3 separate regions of the Mus musculus genome follow, and regions 1 and 3 are each linked to region 2. A link is a contact called in public promoter capture Hi-C data. All regions are on one chromosome and are shown on one strand. The core of a region is the stretch at or near the end of the contact, and the rest is flanking DNA. Distances in the headings are between cores, read along the strand shown.

The links. Promoter capture Hi-C pulls out the DNA fragments that hold promoters and counts their contacts. Capture Hi-C pulls out chosen DNA fragments and counts their contacts.
Region 1: a promoter capture Hi-C map of second pharyngeal arch cranial neural crest shows a contact between it and region 2. The contact joins the promoter of Acot2 here to the promoter of Mideas in region 2. A contact is called at or near these places in 8 of 39 promoter capture datasets (the C10 cell line, cranial neural crest, embryonic stem cells and 5 more), 3 of 484 Hi-C or Micro-C datasets (CD4 T cells, Th1 cells and myocytes), 8 of 115 datasets of contacts at active chromatin or transcription factors (the SCID.adh cell line, bone marrow-derived macrophages, effector CD8 T cells and 5 more) and 1 of 9 other capture datasets (adipose tissue).
Region 3: a contact with region 2 is called in a promoter capture Hi-C map of liver. The contact joins the promoter of Rnf113a2 here to the promoter of Mideas in region 2. A contact is called at or near these places in 2 of 115 datasets of contacts at active chromatin or transcription factors (the SCID.adh cell line and embryonic stem cells) and 3 of 9 other capture datasets (adipose tissue, liver and pancreatic islet).

What each region holds. Positions count from the first base shown.
Region 1 is chr12:83,986,558-83,991,281 of GRCm38.p6, forward strand. It overlaps Acot2 (acyl-CoA thioesterase 2), which reads left to right and starts at 1,304. Exons shown (of 3, transcript NM_134188.3): 1 at 1,304-1,924; 2 at 3,937-4,139. The coding sequence starts at 1,345.
Region 2 is chr12:84,215,312-84,220,166 of GRCm38.p6, forward strand. Mideas (mitotic deacetylase associated SANT domain protein) reads right to left here and starts at 3,570. Exons shown (of 13, transcript NM_001163501.1): 1 at 3,464-3,570. Gm46319 (synapsin-1-like) reads left to right here and starts at 1,120. Exons shown (of 3, transcript XM_030247050.1): 1 at 1,120-1,212; 2 at 2,839-3,803; 3 at 4,172-4,341. The coding sequence starts at 1,120. The coding sequence ends at 4,253. Gm51953 (a long non-coding RNA gene) reads left to right here. Exons shown (of 3, transcript XR_003950096.1): 3 at 1-10.
Region 3 is chr12:84,414,831-84,419,540 of GRCm38.p6, forward strand. Rnf113a2 (ring finger protein 113A2) reads left to right here and starts at 2,370. Exons shown (of 1, transcript NM_025525.2): 1 at 2,370-3,748. The coding sequence starts at 2,506. The coding sequence ends at 3,519. All of the region lies in intron 4 of Bbof1 (basal body orientation factor 1), which reads left to right.

The sequences.
Region 1 (4,724 bases), core at 54-2,553, 230 kb before region 2:
GAGGTCATTTGAAACTCGGTGAAAAGTTTTGCCTGGGCAAGATCTTCAAGGTAGATACCCTAGCCTGCTTTTTCTATAAGTGTGATAAAACTCCGACCAAAAACAGCTAGCGGAGGAAAAGGTGTATTTGGCATTCATTTCCTGAGGAAAGTCAAACAGCAACTCAAGCAGGGGGCGTGAACCACAGGGGAGCAATGACTTGTTTCCCTACACACACACACACACACACACACACACACACACCGTTTGTATGTCTCTGATCCCTAGAGTTGAACTTGCAGAATGCTGTGAGCTCCCTTATGGCTGAGGGAAATGAGTTCAAGTCCTTCGGAAGAACAGCCTGTACTTTTAACCTCTGAGCTAATTCTCCAGGCCCCATCCCCACCCCCAGCTTTCTAATAAAATCTAGCTGACCTGCCCAGCGTGGAACCTCCCGCAGTGGGCTAGGTCCTCCCACACAAACCATCAGTGACACATAGGCCAATATGATACAGGCATTGCCCCAAGTGAGGATCCCTGCCTATTCCAAGGTGTTTCTAGTTTGGGTCAAGTAAACAAAATCTAACACAGTTGTCTTCTTAGGAACAGAGACAAATACAACTTATATAGTCTCAGGTTTCTGTAATAATAAAGATGTGCAATAATCCTTGTAAGGTTTAAGGCCTTGGAAGAAAAAAAAATCACTGATTGGAAGCAATAGCTTATATAACACTTGGGAAATGTGTAAAATCCGGGATGAGTAGGAAAAAGTGTTTGCCTAGAGGGTCAAAAGACGAGCTCAATGTAAACTATGACATCATTTGACTATTTTTACACGAGTGTGGAATGTAGGTAAAGGGTCACACAGCCCATGAGACATTAAGGCCATTGGACATGGACATTAATGTGTAGACTAAGCACGCGCAAACAGCACACAAACAAAATATCATGATGCACGTTTTTGAAAGAACAGTCCTAAGATTAGTAACGAGTGTCTATTACTCTAGGACGTGATGAAACTCAATTGCAATCTCACATTCTTGACTCTGCAACCTTAGGAATTTGGCGACTGGAGGTTTCATTGGGTGAGAGGCTTTTAAGAGCGAGCCCTGGTCCAGCCCACTTTTCATGGGGTAAAGAGCACCTGAAAAACAGTGCTAGGTTCCGGATATAACGGAGTCTTAACGCACAGACGCCTTAGTCAAAGCGTCACTACTACTTTTGCTTTTGTTGCTTGCTTTGCTCTGTGATCCTCCCAGCTCAGCAAGCACACAGCTCAGTCTAAGGACTGCAGGCAGGCAGCTGGCCACTAGAGGATCTCTTAACTTTCTCTGCGGAACCGAGGGCTGAAGTCAACGACGCAAAATGGTGGCCTCGTCTTTCGCTGTCCTGAGAGCAAGCAGGTTGTGCCAACAGGATTGGAAGAGCTGGGCGCGGCTGTTTGTACCTCCGCCGCTCAGCACTGGTGGCCGGACCACTTGGGCGCGGACAAATGCGACGCTGAGCGTAGAGCCCGAGGGCCGCAGCTGCTGGGACGAGCCGCTGAGCATCGCCGTGCGCGGCCTGGCCCCCGAGCAGCCCGTCACGCTGCGCTCTGCCTTGCGCGACGAGAAGGGCGCGCTCTTCCGAGCCCACGCGCGCTACCGCGCCGACGCTGGCGGCGAGCTGAACCTGGCGCGCGCGCCCGCGCTGGGCGGCAGCTTCTCGGGGCTCGAGCCCATGGGGCTGCTCTGGGCCATGGAGCCCGAACGGCCTCTCTGGCGCCTGATCAAGCGCGACGTGCAGACGCCCTTCTTGGTGGAGCTGGAGGTGCTGGACGGACACGAGCCCGATGGCGGGCAGCGGCTGGCGCAGGCGGTGCACGAGCGTCACTTCTTGGCTCCCGGGGTGCGGCGCGTGCCCGTACGAGAGGGCCGGGTGCGCGCCACGCTCTTCCTGCCCCCAGGTGAGCAGCCCTCCACATTTCCCTTTGCTCAAAGTTCCCTGTGGGTGTTTGTTTGTTTGTTTGCTTTTGGTTTTTTTTGAGACAGGGTTTCTTGTATAGCCCTGGCTGTCCTGGAACTCACTCTAGACCAGGCTGGCCTCGAACTCAGAAGTGAAGAAAAGGGTAGCTCCAAATGATCTAGGACTTGGTGGGAAGGAGATAGGACTGGACTGGACTGGACTGGACCGGAAGAAGCCTGTTATAGTGATGCTGTTTGCCTGAAGCTGGTCCTTCAATTCCGCTGCTAAATTAAAAGGGCATCATAAGACAAGGGGAGAGGCTCCTAATAATAAAGTCCGCAGTGTTACACCCACATCCCCTAATGTTCTTTTAGAATGTCTTCTGTCTTTTCTTGTGGCAGTGTGGGAACTCAAACTTGGCAAGCACTCTTCTACGAAGTTTCCAATATTTTTAATTTTTCTTGGTTTTTAGCTGCATATGGAGGTTCCAGCAAAGGAGGCAGGAGAATCAACAGAACTCTCAGGCAGTGATGGGGGAAAGAACTCTCAGGAGAAGCCATTAGTATTCTGACATTGAGACAAGCTTCATACACTTGGGCTAGAGGGTGTGGCTCCGTTGGTAGAGTGCTTGCTTGGAGTAGTACTGGGTGCTATCCCCAGCACAGGGTAAACCTGGCAAGAAGGCACAGCACTGCAATCCCAGCACCCACAGGTCGAGGTGGGAGAACCAGAAGCTCTCGTTCATTGTTGGCTACAGAGCCTTACTGGGTTATACCGGTATATTAGATGGTCTTGCCTCAAAATAACAACAACAAAAATGGCTAAGTAAGCAAAATCAACAAAATATTTAAATGACAACTAAAAGTGGTTAAAGAGAGGTACACACACACCCATGGGCATGATGAAGAAGGAATTTTCAAGGGCCCCTTCTATCTTAGTATGCATCTGTTCGTGAGCAGGTGCTGGCCCAGTGTTTGCTCTGTTCTTGTTTAAATTGGTCATGTGGAAGACAAGCCTCTTTTTTCAAAGACTTACTTATTTTATTTATATAAGTCCACTGTAGCTGTCTTCAGATGCACCAGAAGAGGGCATCAGATCCCATCACATGGTTGTGAGCCACCATGTGGTTGCTGGGAACTGAACCCAGGGCCTCTGGAAAAAGAACAGTCAGTGCTCTTAACCGCTGAGCCATCTCTCTAGCCCTGACAAGCCTCTTTATACGAATGGGAAAAAAATGTTTAGGGCATGAATTCATGTAGAATGAACATGTAGCCTTTTCTAATCTATATGTACTCGCTTAGCAGAATGTATTTGCGATTCATGGGGTCTTCTAGGCATGGAGCCTGTGTTGAAGGTCTCTGGTTCCTTTACAGTCTGTGGAGATTGTGCGTGAAGTTGCTGCAAATGCTTACATAGTAGTTTGTGCAGGAACAAAAACTTTCCTTTCTTTTGGGTAAATAGGTGTGGGGTTACTGGGTCATATGGTAAGAGCAGGTTTGATTTTTTGTGAGCAAGGATGCCCTGCATTTTACCAGCCTCTGCGTCCTACCGCCTGCATGGTTTAGCGTTACACCAGCATCGTGGGATGGATCTGGTTGCTGCCCAGCTTCTGTGGCAGTTGGCACGATCAGTTTCGGTTCAGAGAGGAGAGTGGTATATGTGTGCGTGCGTGTATACGTGTGTGTGTGTGTGTGTGTGTGTGTGTGTGTGTGTGTTTGCCTGTTTCTGGAATCAAATCTAGTATTCCATGCATGCTAGACAGCACTCTACCCCAGCCCTTAGTGTATTTTTAATGTTAAGAGTAACATATTCTCTCTGTAAAAGTCTGTGGAATTTTGAGACTTAGATAGAGAGAGGACTGTGGGGCGAGAGGAAACTGTGGACTCAGCCCTGGCCGCTCTGGGTGCTTGAAGACCGGAGGGCTTTTAGTATCTTTATGATCAGTCTGAAACGTACTCATCCTGAATTAAGCATCCTGAATGCTTAGTTTGGTTTGGTTTGGTTTCTCCCCAGAACCTGGACCCTTTCCTGGGATCATAGACCTTTTTGGAGTTGGAGGTGGCCTTCTGGAGTATCGGGCGAGCCTGCTGGCTGGGAAGGGCTTTGCCGTGATGGCTCTGGCTTATTACAACTACGACGACCTCCCCAAGAGCATAGAAACCATGCACATGGAGTACTTTGAAGAAGCCGTGAACTACCTGCGCAGCCACCCCGAGGTGAGGTCCCCTCAAGTTTTACTGACCCCCATCAGATCTCCTCATCAACGCCTAAGTTCACAGAATGAGCCCTGTTGTGGCAGCCCCTCCCTGTCTGGGAGACAGTCTATACGAACTGCCTTCTGTGCTTACTCGCTAGACGTTTCTCTGTGATGCTGTAGTTCATGCTAGCTAACGTTCAGGATTCTGAGTTCTGGTATGTTGTAGTGTTTCATAAAGAATACCAGCATGCTTGAGAACCAAGGTTTGACACAAGAAATAAAGGGAAAGAAAAAGGTCGGGCTATCGCCATATCATATCAAATGATAAACTCATCAGCTCTCTGCTGCCCGTGTCCCTATGTCCCTGTGTCCACGTGCCCTTGTGGGAGCTGACATGGAAGCACAGGGTGAACTGTGTAAGAGGGACTTGAGAATCAACAGCAGGAGACCAGGGTGCTCTGAGCTTTCTAGGTTCAGCATAGCACAGGCTGGGCTGGCAACCCTCGCTCATTTTCTAATTTTATAATCAGACATTGATGTGGCTGGAAGCATTGATGCTCTTAGGGAAGTAGAGCCAGTGCAGGATGCAGCTAGAGAGAAGTCT
Region 2 (4,855 bases), core at 2,320-4,819:
ATCCCCCCCCCCCCCCCCCCCCAGTTGCTGAACTCCACAAACATCTCCTGTAGCATTTCCTTCTGGAGCAATAAAAGTACCTTTCTCGGGTTTTTAGTCAGAGCTTGTTTTCCAACTGTGATTCTAACTGTGCATGGCAAGGCTGCAGGAGGGGCTCTGAACTCAGTAGCAACATCAAGCATTTATGTAAAGGTGGGTGAGGCCCCTGGGCCTAGACTGCGGGGGGGGGGGGGGGGGGGACGACAGAGGGGCAAGTTCTTTGAACAAAGGCAAAGCCTAGTAAACCAGAGGAAGGGCCTGAGCTCTGTGTGAAACTCAGTCAGGCCAAACTGGAGATGTGGGGGACAGACCTGCAGATGACTCCACAGCTCTGGGGAGCAGGCCTGGCAAGAGGCCCCTCCCTGCCATCCTGCCAGCCACACCAAGTGAGCTTTGGGTGTTTCCAGTCTCATCAAGGACATAAAAGACCATAAACTCAGAGTTCTCTTTCTCTGGGGTGGGCGCGGGGGAGGGGGGGGGGTCAGAAGGAAGCCTGTTCCTTCCATCAATCTTGGTGTCACTAGGACTCACGGAGGCGGGGTTTTCTAGTCAGGTGACAAGAACCTTGACAGACAAGTTCAGTAAAAACTCAATATCCCCCGGAGCAATCGAGTTGTGAAATTCCAGGCAACTCCTACCTTAGTGGGGCTTTTGTTCTAAATCCATTCCCCGGTGGCTACTGTGGAACCAGAGCTTCCAGAACTCTCCTGATTTTACATGCTTTTCCTCCAGTCTCTGAAAGCACACAGATACCTGCCAGGGACTGTGTGCCCTAATGTTATGGTCTGACAAGCGGTCACTGTGCCGGTGACATACAGATGACACAAGGCTGCAACCCAGCAGTTGGCTTCCAAGTGAAATTCCACTGTTTGGCTTGGGAAGCCATGAAGGAACACCAGCATGTTCCAGTCGGTCACCAGTATCTGCTTCTGGGAGCAGAGGACCATGCGTGCACTGTAGGGGGTTGGTGCCAAGCAGTCACAGAGTAGCACAACAGGGAAAGGCATTGCCTGGTGAATCTCAGCCCAGAATAGACTGTATGACTGACACTTGGGATGACAGAAGGATGGTCTTGCACAAATGCAGTGCTCGCTTCTTGGTCTCCAAAGGATTGCGCTGGTCCTTCATACAGTTGAAGCTCTCAAGAAACCATTAGCCTTCTCCTATGTGCAGGTTGGGCCCCTGTGGTGGCTTGAATGGGCACTACCCCTCCCCCCGCCCCGTCCCGCAGACTCATACATCTAAATGCTTCCTTGCTTGTTAGTGGAACTATTTTGGAAGGATTATGATATGTGGCCTTGTTTGGAGGAGGTGTGTTGCTGGAAGAGGGTTTTGAGTTTTCAAATGCCTATACTGGGCTCAGTGCCCCTGATCCCACCCCCACACCACCCCCGCCCCCAAACCTGCTGCTGTGGATTGATCATATCTAAGCTCTCAGCTACTGCTCCAGCGCCATGCCTGCCTGCCTGCTGCCATGCTCCCTGCCATGATGATCCTGGACTCACCCTCTGAAACTGTGAGCAAGTCCCCAATTAAATGCTTTCATTTATAAGTTGCCTTGGTTACGGTGTCTCTTCACATCACTAGAAAAGTAGCTAAGACAGCCTGCTTCCTGCAGGGCAGAATTTGGATAGATATGAAGACCCCTGTCCCTGTAGACAGTACTAGGGAAGTAGGTGTAGGGACCACACTACAGAAAACATGTGAGTCACCCTCAACCCCACACCCATCGGCCACACAGACACATAGTCTCAGAGCCTGGCACATTTCCTTTACCCACTAAGCATGCTTCCCCTTTGCCCAGAACACAATAAAGGAATTAGGACCCACCTAAATGTCTGCAGCTGATCCTTCAAGGCTCAAAGTCTGCCCGGCCAGCTCAGACATACATGACCTGTGACTCCTCTTTATAGCTAGCCCCAATCCTGCAATTCTGCTCATTCAAACAGCCCTTCCGTGAAGACAGGATTGGACAGTCATCTCCTATCTCCTTTTCCTGCTGACGTCATCCCACATTTTCTCAGGACAAGTGAAGGTACAGTTCTTGGCACAATGCTCAGGCTGCCTAAGATATTTATTCTGTAGTAAATAGTAAAGAGAGACTGCTTTCCTGAGTAGCCAGACTCTCAGGAGATCAGCAAGCTGTCGGAGGTTAAGGGAGAGGCAAGGAAACAACCATCCAGCAAAAGTTAAAGGGTAAGAAGAATTCGAGAACAGCAGTTCAGGCCCAGATCTGTCCTAAGCATTTGCAATGCAAATCTGCGTTTTGTTCACCACCACCAAGAGCTTGCACAATAGCGTGTGTATAAACATCCACGCCAACAAAGCCTGACTGTGCAATCACGCAGTAATTACAGACCGGCAGAAAGCTGCTGCTAGGGACTGCACTATTCAAGCTCTAGACATCCCATCTCCAACTGTCCACGGCCTGTACACACATTCCTGCACACATCGCCCTGTCCCCGCCGCTGCTACAGCTTCAGGCACAAACCAAGGAGCCCTGGCGCCAGCTGCTGGGCCACGCCAAGACCCCTGCAACTATGCAAAGATGTCATAAACTTCTCAGCTGTTCTTTAAAGACCCAGAAGCACGAGGCTACCGAGGGCGGGCGGCGGGGAACCATCATCAAAGTTCCCAGGCAAACTCCTGCAGCCCTAGCCGTTTTAGAACACAGAAAAGAACAAGATGCCACGGAGTCCACTGGAAGCGGCTTTCTGGGTTTTATATAGAAAACACTCACATATGTACGTGGGTGTGCTGACAGTTTTTATGGCTAAATTGCAAAGTGTTAGGCCTTAGAGAGCTTACTGTTGGGTTCGGGGCTTGGGAGGGAGGGAGGAAAAGTGTAGAGTCGGGAGGGGCTCGTTTCAAGGAGGCCTGGGGGACAACTCGGGTTTTGCTGGTTGGAAATGGATAGGGCTGTTGACCCAAACTTCTGAGTTGCTCTGCTCTTCGTCACTGCAAGGCCGAGCAAACAAAAGTAGAGGGAAAGTTCCTGTAACTTCCTTCCTGAAACCTGGTGGAGGGCGGCGTAGAGGAAGGGAACGTTTCCCGGGGAAACACCGGGAAGGGCTGGAAAAGCAGCTGCACGCAACCCGAAGAGATGGGGCGCGGGGTGTAGGGCTGGCTCCGGTCGCAGGTCCGGGGAGGCCCCTTCCCGGCATCGCTGCGCTCAGGGGTGGCTCCCTGAGAGGGCTAGGCTGCAGCCAGGCCGGTCTAAGTCCCGAGTCAAAACAACCACCTCAGGGGCGCAACACCGGCCGAGATCTCCGCCACCCTGTCCCTCTCCTGCACCCCCACTCCCAGCGTCCCACGACCCGGCCCGCGCCGCCGAACCCCAACGAATTCCGGATCCCCCCTCCCGCCCCGAGCTCCACGTCGGCGCCCCCCACGGCGGGAAGGCCACCAGGCTCCCGCGACTCACCTGCACGCTGGATCCCTGGGCAGCTCCGAGGGGGCGCGGGACGCAATTCGAGCGCGACCAGCAGACTCAAACTTTGTTGCTCTCGGGACGGCGCAGTCGTCACTTCCTCGCCGAGCAGGCGGCGCGGTCCCGGCTGTGACCCAGCAGCTCGCGCGGCGGCGCGCAGGGCTCTGCAGCCTCCTGCCCCGCCCGCGCCCCGGCTCCGCGCGCCTCCGCGCGGCCCCCAGCCAGACCCTCGGTTCCCGGTGCTGCAGCGGCTGTGGAAGCTTCGTCCCTACCCTCACTCTGCTCTTGGGGAAAGTGCGATCGGAGACTTCCTGCTCTCCCTTGAGTCTAAAAGGTGGCGTTGGAGCCTAGGGGCTGAGTTCAAGGGACCCTAGGGGAAAAAGTCCCCCACCTACATTCCTCCTCCCACGCACGCGCGCGCACACATACAGTCGGGAGAGAGGGGAGAGATAATAAAGGTTTTCATTTCATTTGTTATTTGGACTAGAGAGGACATGTGTGAAAGCAGTGTACTATTTCCCTGAATAATGCTAGGCCAAACTCCAATCTCCCGTCCTCATGTCCCTTACAGGTCTGCACAGTTGTCAGTGGCTTTCCCCGGGTGGCACTTGTACACGATGTTACCATGCATTGTATTTCAGGAACTATGTCATCACCCACGTCGGGTCTGGGAAATAGTCGTTCTGTTCCCTTTCTTCTCAGATCCCCACCTCTTCCTTGTGCACTCAAGTCTCAGAATCTCTGGAGCCTGGTGCGTTCGGGTGTCATCATTAGCCAGAAGTGATTTTACAAGGTGGATCCTGGACGCAGGAGCTTCAGGCAATAGTAATTTTGAAGTTTATCACTGCCCAAAATAAATTTTCTCGGCGTATTAAAACTAACATCAACAGAGAGCTGCCTTTTGAGCCTCTGGCGACCAGTAAGAAAGCAGTTACACAGCAGTGCCCAAAGAAAGACTCCTAATTCCCTTAGGTTGGAGAGAGGACTAGGCTAGCCTTTGCTGTGTGTGTGTGTGGGGGGGGGGGGGGGGGGGGGAGGAGACAGCCAAAACTGCAGGGCAAGGTTTTCCTAACAGAAACGTTTAGTGAGGCAGAAGCTTGCTCTGGAAAACAGGGACCCATAAAAGGCCATTCAGAGACGTCCACTTAAGCTGGACAAAATTTTCCCTTTCCCACTTCCAAACTACTCCTACTAACACATTGGCCTGATAATATCTCCCAGACCTCCCATCTCCTCATTGAAGCCCAGAAAGCCCTCTGCTTGAGTACAGGTTTTGTGTCAAAGGTGATGTAAGATTAATGGAAAACAACATGTGGGGATACCCTCACCCCAAGTCTGCTTAATACCTCAAGAGAAGCCACAGGCTCACCCAAAGATGAGAAGCAT
Region 3 (4,710 bases), core at 1,120-3,619, 200 kb after region 2:
GAGGAAGCCAGACAAGGATGCTGGATCCCCTGGAACTACATTTACTGAAGGTTAAACCACCGAATGCTGGGATTAAAGGCCTGGGACACCATGTCCGGCCCTCGTTTTCTGTTTTCTGTTTATCCACATATCTATTTTCTAAATGTGTTTGTGGGGTACATCCATGTGTAGGTCAGAGAAGGCCATCTTGTAGAGTCAGTTCTTTCCTTCTGCTGTGTTCCAGAGATCAAACTTAGGTGGTCAGGCTTGGTGGCAAACACCTTTATCTGTTGATTCAGTTCACCTGCCTGATAATGATCTTTTCCTAGGCATTAATTTCTTTGTGTGCTTGTCAGTCTTAGCCAACACACCTCTCCATGTTAGTCAGAAGATGAACCTTTGATTTGAATTGAAGCCCCCCCCCCCCAGTTCTTAGGAACTATCAGTGGGTAGGTAGAAGAATTCTACTGGACAGTGTGTTTGGGATGAAGAGGGACAATTTGAGGGAAAAAAAAACCTAGAAGCCTGTATAGAGAGGGATCCATGAATTTTCCTGAAAGGCCTGTTTCATACTATTTGCTGATTTCCATGGTATAGCTGCATTCAGAGTCATCTGAATGCCCAATTAAAGCTTATGCCTGTGTCATATGGCTGAGCAGGTGTTGCTAGTGATGGGTGGCAGGCCTCAGCACTGTTCCCCTGGGCCCCTCAGGAACTTGCTTGAGTGTTCCTGTTATATGTCAGATGACGCTGAGAGTGAAAACTTCAAGAATTCAAGAGCTGGGCAGAAGCTATCCTCTGTGTGTGTGTGTGTGTGTGTGTGTGTGTGTGTGTGAGAGAGAGAGAGAGAGAGAGAGAGAGAGAGAGTATGAGAGGAAGAGGGAGAGGGAGAGGGAGAGAGAGAGAGAGAAAGAGAGAGAGTGTGTGTGTGTGTGTGTGTGAGAGAGAGAGAGAGAGAGAGAGAGAGAGAGAGAGTGTGTGTGTGTGTGTGTGTGTGTGTGTTTTCGTTCCCGGGCCCTCGTGTGTGCTATGAACGCATTCTATCCTGACCTGTATCCCTATCCTTGCAAGTGGCACCGCAACATTTCTCCCATAGACTATTATTTGGAACCAAGTCTCTAAATCTGGTCCACATTCTAAGGGTGGAAATTAGGTTCTGTCATTTGAAGATAGTGTCAAAGAATTGCAAGCATACTTTAAAACCACACACCCTTATACCCCTAAGTATACACAGCTGCAATAGGAATATTTATGCATTTTGGTTGCTTGAAACTCCCTCCTGTTATAACAGCTGGCTGCGTTCTTTTCGTATGCCCAGTCTGGCCTCATAATTGAAACACCACTTCTGTCTTAGCCTCACAGTGCTGAGATTACAGACACAAGCCTCCCCATCTTTATTTGGTTTTTATTCTTTTTGTCTCAAAGATTTTATCTTTAATTATGTGCATGGGTGTTGGGGGGTGGGGTATACATGTGTGTTCATGTACAGGCAGAGGCCAGAATCCTCTGGAGACTGGATCCTCTGGAGCCGGAGCTATAAGCAGTTGTTAGCTGACTGATGTGGGGACTGGAAACTGAACTCTGGTCTTCTGCAAGACCTATACACGCTCTTAATTGCTGAATCATCTCTCCAAGCCCCCATCCTAATTTTATTTTGAGGAGGGTCTCCTGTAGCCCAGGCTAGCTCTGAGCTCCTGATTCTCTTGCCTCTGCCTCCCAAGCACTGGAATTAAAATGTTCTGTTCACTTCCCTCAAGAATCTTCTATGTTTCTCAGCTGTAAACAGCATATTGTTTAGACAGTTTAGTGTGTAAGTTAAATTTACCCATATCGAGTTATAATCTTTTATAACACTACACTTACACCAATACACGGCCTTTTAACCCTTTAGTTTACCCAAATTGGATATTCATGTAACTTTGAAGTCTTCTTTATTTTCTGTTTTGGTGCTTGAGCCCAGAGCCTTTGGGTATGCTTAAGAAATCAATCTACCACTAAGCTACACTCCCAGCCTTTGGTTTTTTGTTGTTTTTGTTTTGTTCAGAATATCTCTTTTATTATCAATAAATAGCGGATAGATCTTTATCTATTAAATTTTCTCCTAGCATTTAAAGGCTTACATCATTTAATGCACTTTCTCCTCGTGGTCTTTCCCCAGAGTTCTGTTTAATGACTCCTTGTACCTTTCCATGGGATTTGGTACAGAACACATCCTGATTTACCTTCTCCCTAATAGACTAAATTATTTGAGGCGGGAGTTTTGTATTCGTTGCAATTCAAGAATCACAGCAATACTTGATTGGAGATCTAGGTTCATCTTTAAAAAAAAAAAAAAAAAAAAAAAAAAAAAAAACCTTTAGCGGGCTAGCTGGCGCATGCGCATGCGCCGTGACGGTCTCGGGCTCCGCGGCTGACACCTCGCAGCTCCGCAGTGACGTAGCCGCGCTGCTTAGCAGTGACGCAGCAGCCCGCGCCACCCTTCACGCCGCAGCTACTGCCAGCCGTTTCGGCGCTCCGGAGTCGAAGATGGCAGAACAAGTTTCTCAGGGAAAGTCGGAGGATCAGGTGTGCACCTTCCTCTTCAAAAAGCCCGGGCGGAAAGGAAGTGCTGGCCGTCGGAAGCGGCCGGCGTGCGACCCGGAGTCTGGGGAAAGCGGAAGCAGTAGCGACGAAGGATGCTCGGTTGTGCGACCGGAGAAGAAGCGGGCGGCCCACAATCCGATGATCCAGAAGACGAGTGGCAGCGGTAAACAGAAAGGGGCCTACTGTGATCTGAGCAGCGAAGAGGAGGAGAAGGCGGGGAATGAGAGTCTAGGCGTCGTCTACAAGTCCACGCGCTCGGCGAAACCGGTGGGGCCCGAGGATATGGGGGCCACAGCAGTTTACGAGTTGGACACTGAGAAAGAACGAGACGCACAGGCCATTTTTGAGCGCAGTCAGAAAATCCAGGAGGAGCTGAGAGGCAAGGAGGATGACAAAATCTATCGTGGAATTAATAATTACCAGAAATACATGAAGCCCAAGGATACATCCATGGGCAATGCCTCCTCTGGCATGGTAAGAAAGGGCCCCATCCGAGCCCCTGAACATCTACGCGCTACTGTGCGCTGGGATTACCAGCCTGATATTTGTAAGGACTACAAGGAGACTGGCTTCTGTGGCTTTGGAGACAGCTGCAAATTCCTCCATGACCGTTCAGATTACAAGCACGGATGGCAGATAGAACGTGAACTCGATGAGGGCCGCTACGGTGTGTATGAAGACGAAAACTATGAAGTAGAAAGTGATGATGAGGAGATACCATTCAAATGTTTCATCTGTCGCCAAACCTTCCAGAATCCGGTTGTCACCAAGTGTAAACATTATTTCTGTGAGACCTGTGCACTGCAGCATTTCCGAACCACTCCACGATGCTATGTTTGTGAGCAACAGACCCATGGGGTTTTCAATCCTGCGAAAGAACTGATTGCTAAACTGGAGAAGTATCGAAAAGCAGAGGGTGGTGCTTCCAGCACCCCAGAAGACGCCGATGGGATCTAATTGCCATTACTTAGATGTCCCATAATTGTCAAATCTCAAAGTACTTTTTGTTTTGGTCATCTCAAACCAAAGCAATCACAGTTGAAGAAATACTAAGTTTTCTAGGAAGAATATCCAAGTTTTGTTTTATATGACATGCTGGAGATGGAATCAATACAGTTAACTTAAAGAACTCTCCTGTTTATAGCTATATTTTCTGAATCTAAATAAAGAACTAGCTCATACTCTAGTACCCTGGTGTGATCTTTCTTTTTTAAAGAACAATGCCGCCACCTATTAGAGAGGTAGATTTCAGACTATTTAAAGAGGGCTGCTGAGGAACACTTACAATTCAAGGGAAAAGTTAGTGCCTTACTGGAAAAAAATAGGGCAGATTTGTGGAATCTGAAATGTAGAAGAAATGAGGCAGATATGAGGGCCCCATATACTTAAAATTGTGATGTATATATAGGTAAGAGATTATTTGTATAGAATTCACTGCATGTTGAGTCTAATACATTTAGTTTATGAAAAGGGATTCAAGTTATGTATCTCAAAGGAAAACAGTGAAAGCCAGATTAGTGTGTTTGTTGTATGTGTATGTGTGAGCACTCTACCTTTGTGCAATTAGGGAAGTCAGTCAGCTGACAATTTTGTAGTGTCATCTCCATCCACATTTACTTAAAACTCAAACTTAAGTTGCCAGGATTGTGTGACAGACACCTTTATCCCTTTACCTTCTGAGCCATCTCACTTGCTCCTTGTTTGAGTTTTTGAGGCAATCTTTCTGTGTCTCAGATTGACCTTCAAATCATTATATATTCAAGGCAGGTCTTAAATTTGGAAGTATTTCGCCTAGGGCTTCTAACTTCTGGGGTTACAATTGTGAATCACCATGCCCAGCCACTAATTTTTACCTTAACTTTTATTTACTTTGTGTGTGTGTAGAAGTCAAAATATAACTTGGAGTCAGGTATTTCCTTCCACTGTGTGGGTCCTGAGTACCTTTACCCATTGAACCATTTTGTTGGCCCGATTCATCTCAAAGATTCATCTCCAGATACTAGAATGGGGTTTATTTGACCCATCCATGAACTGGTACATTGACATTAATTTTGAAAGTGTGACAAAATAAGCCATTTGAAAAATTAAATGCAAACAGTGAAAAGAACATCTGAAAGAAAAATAAAACAGATTTGGTATATTAGAACA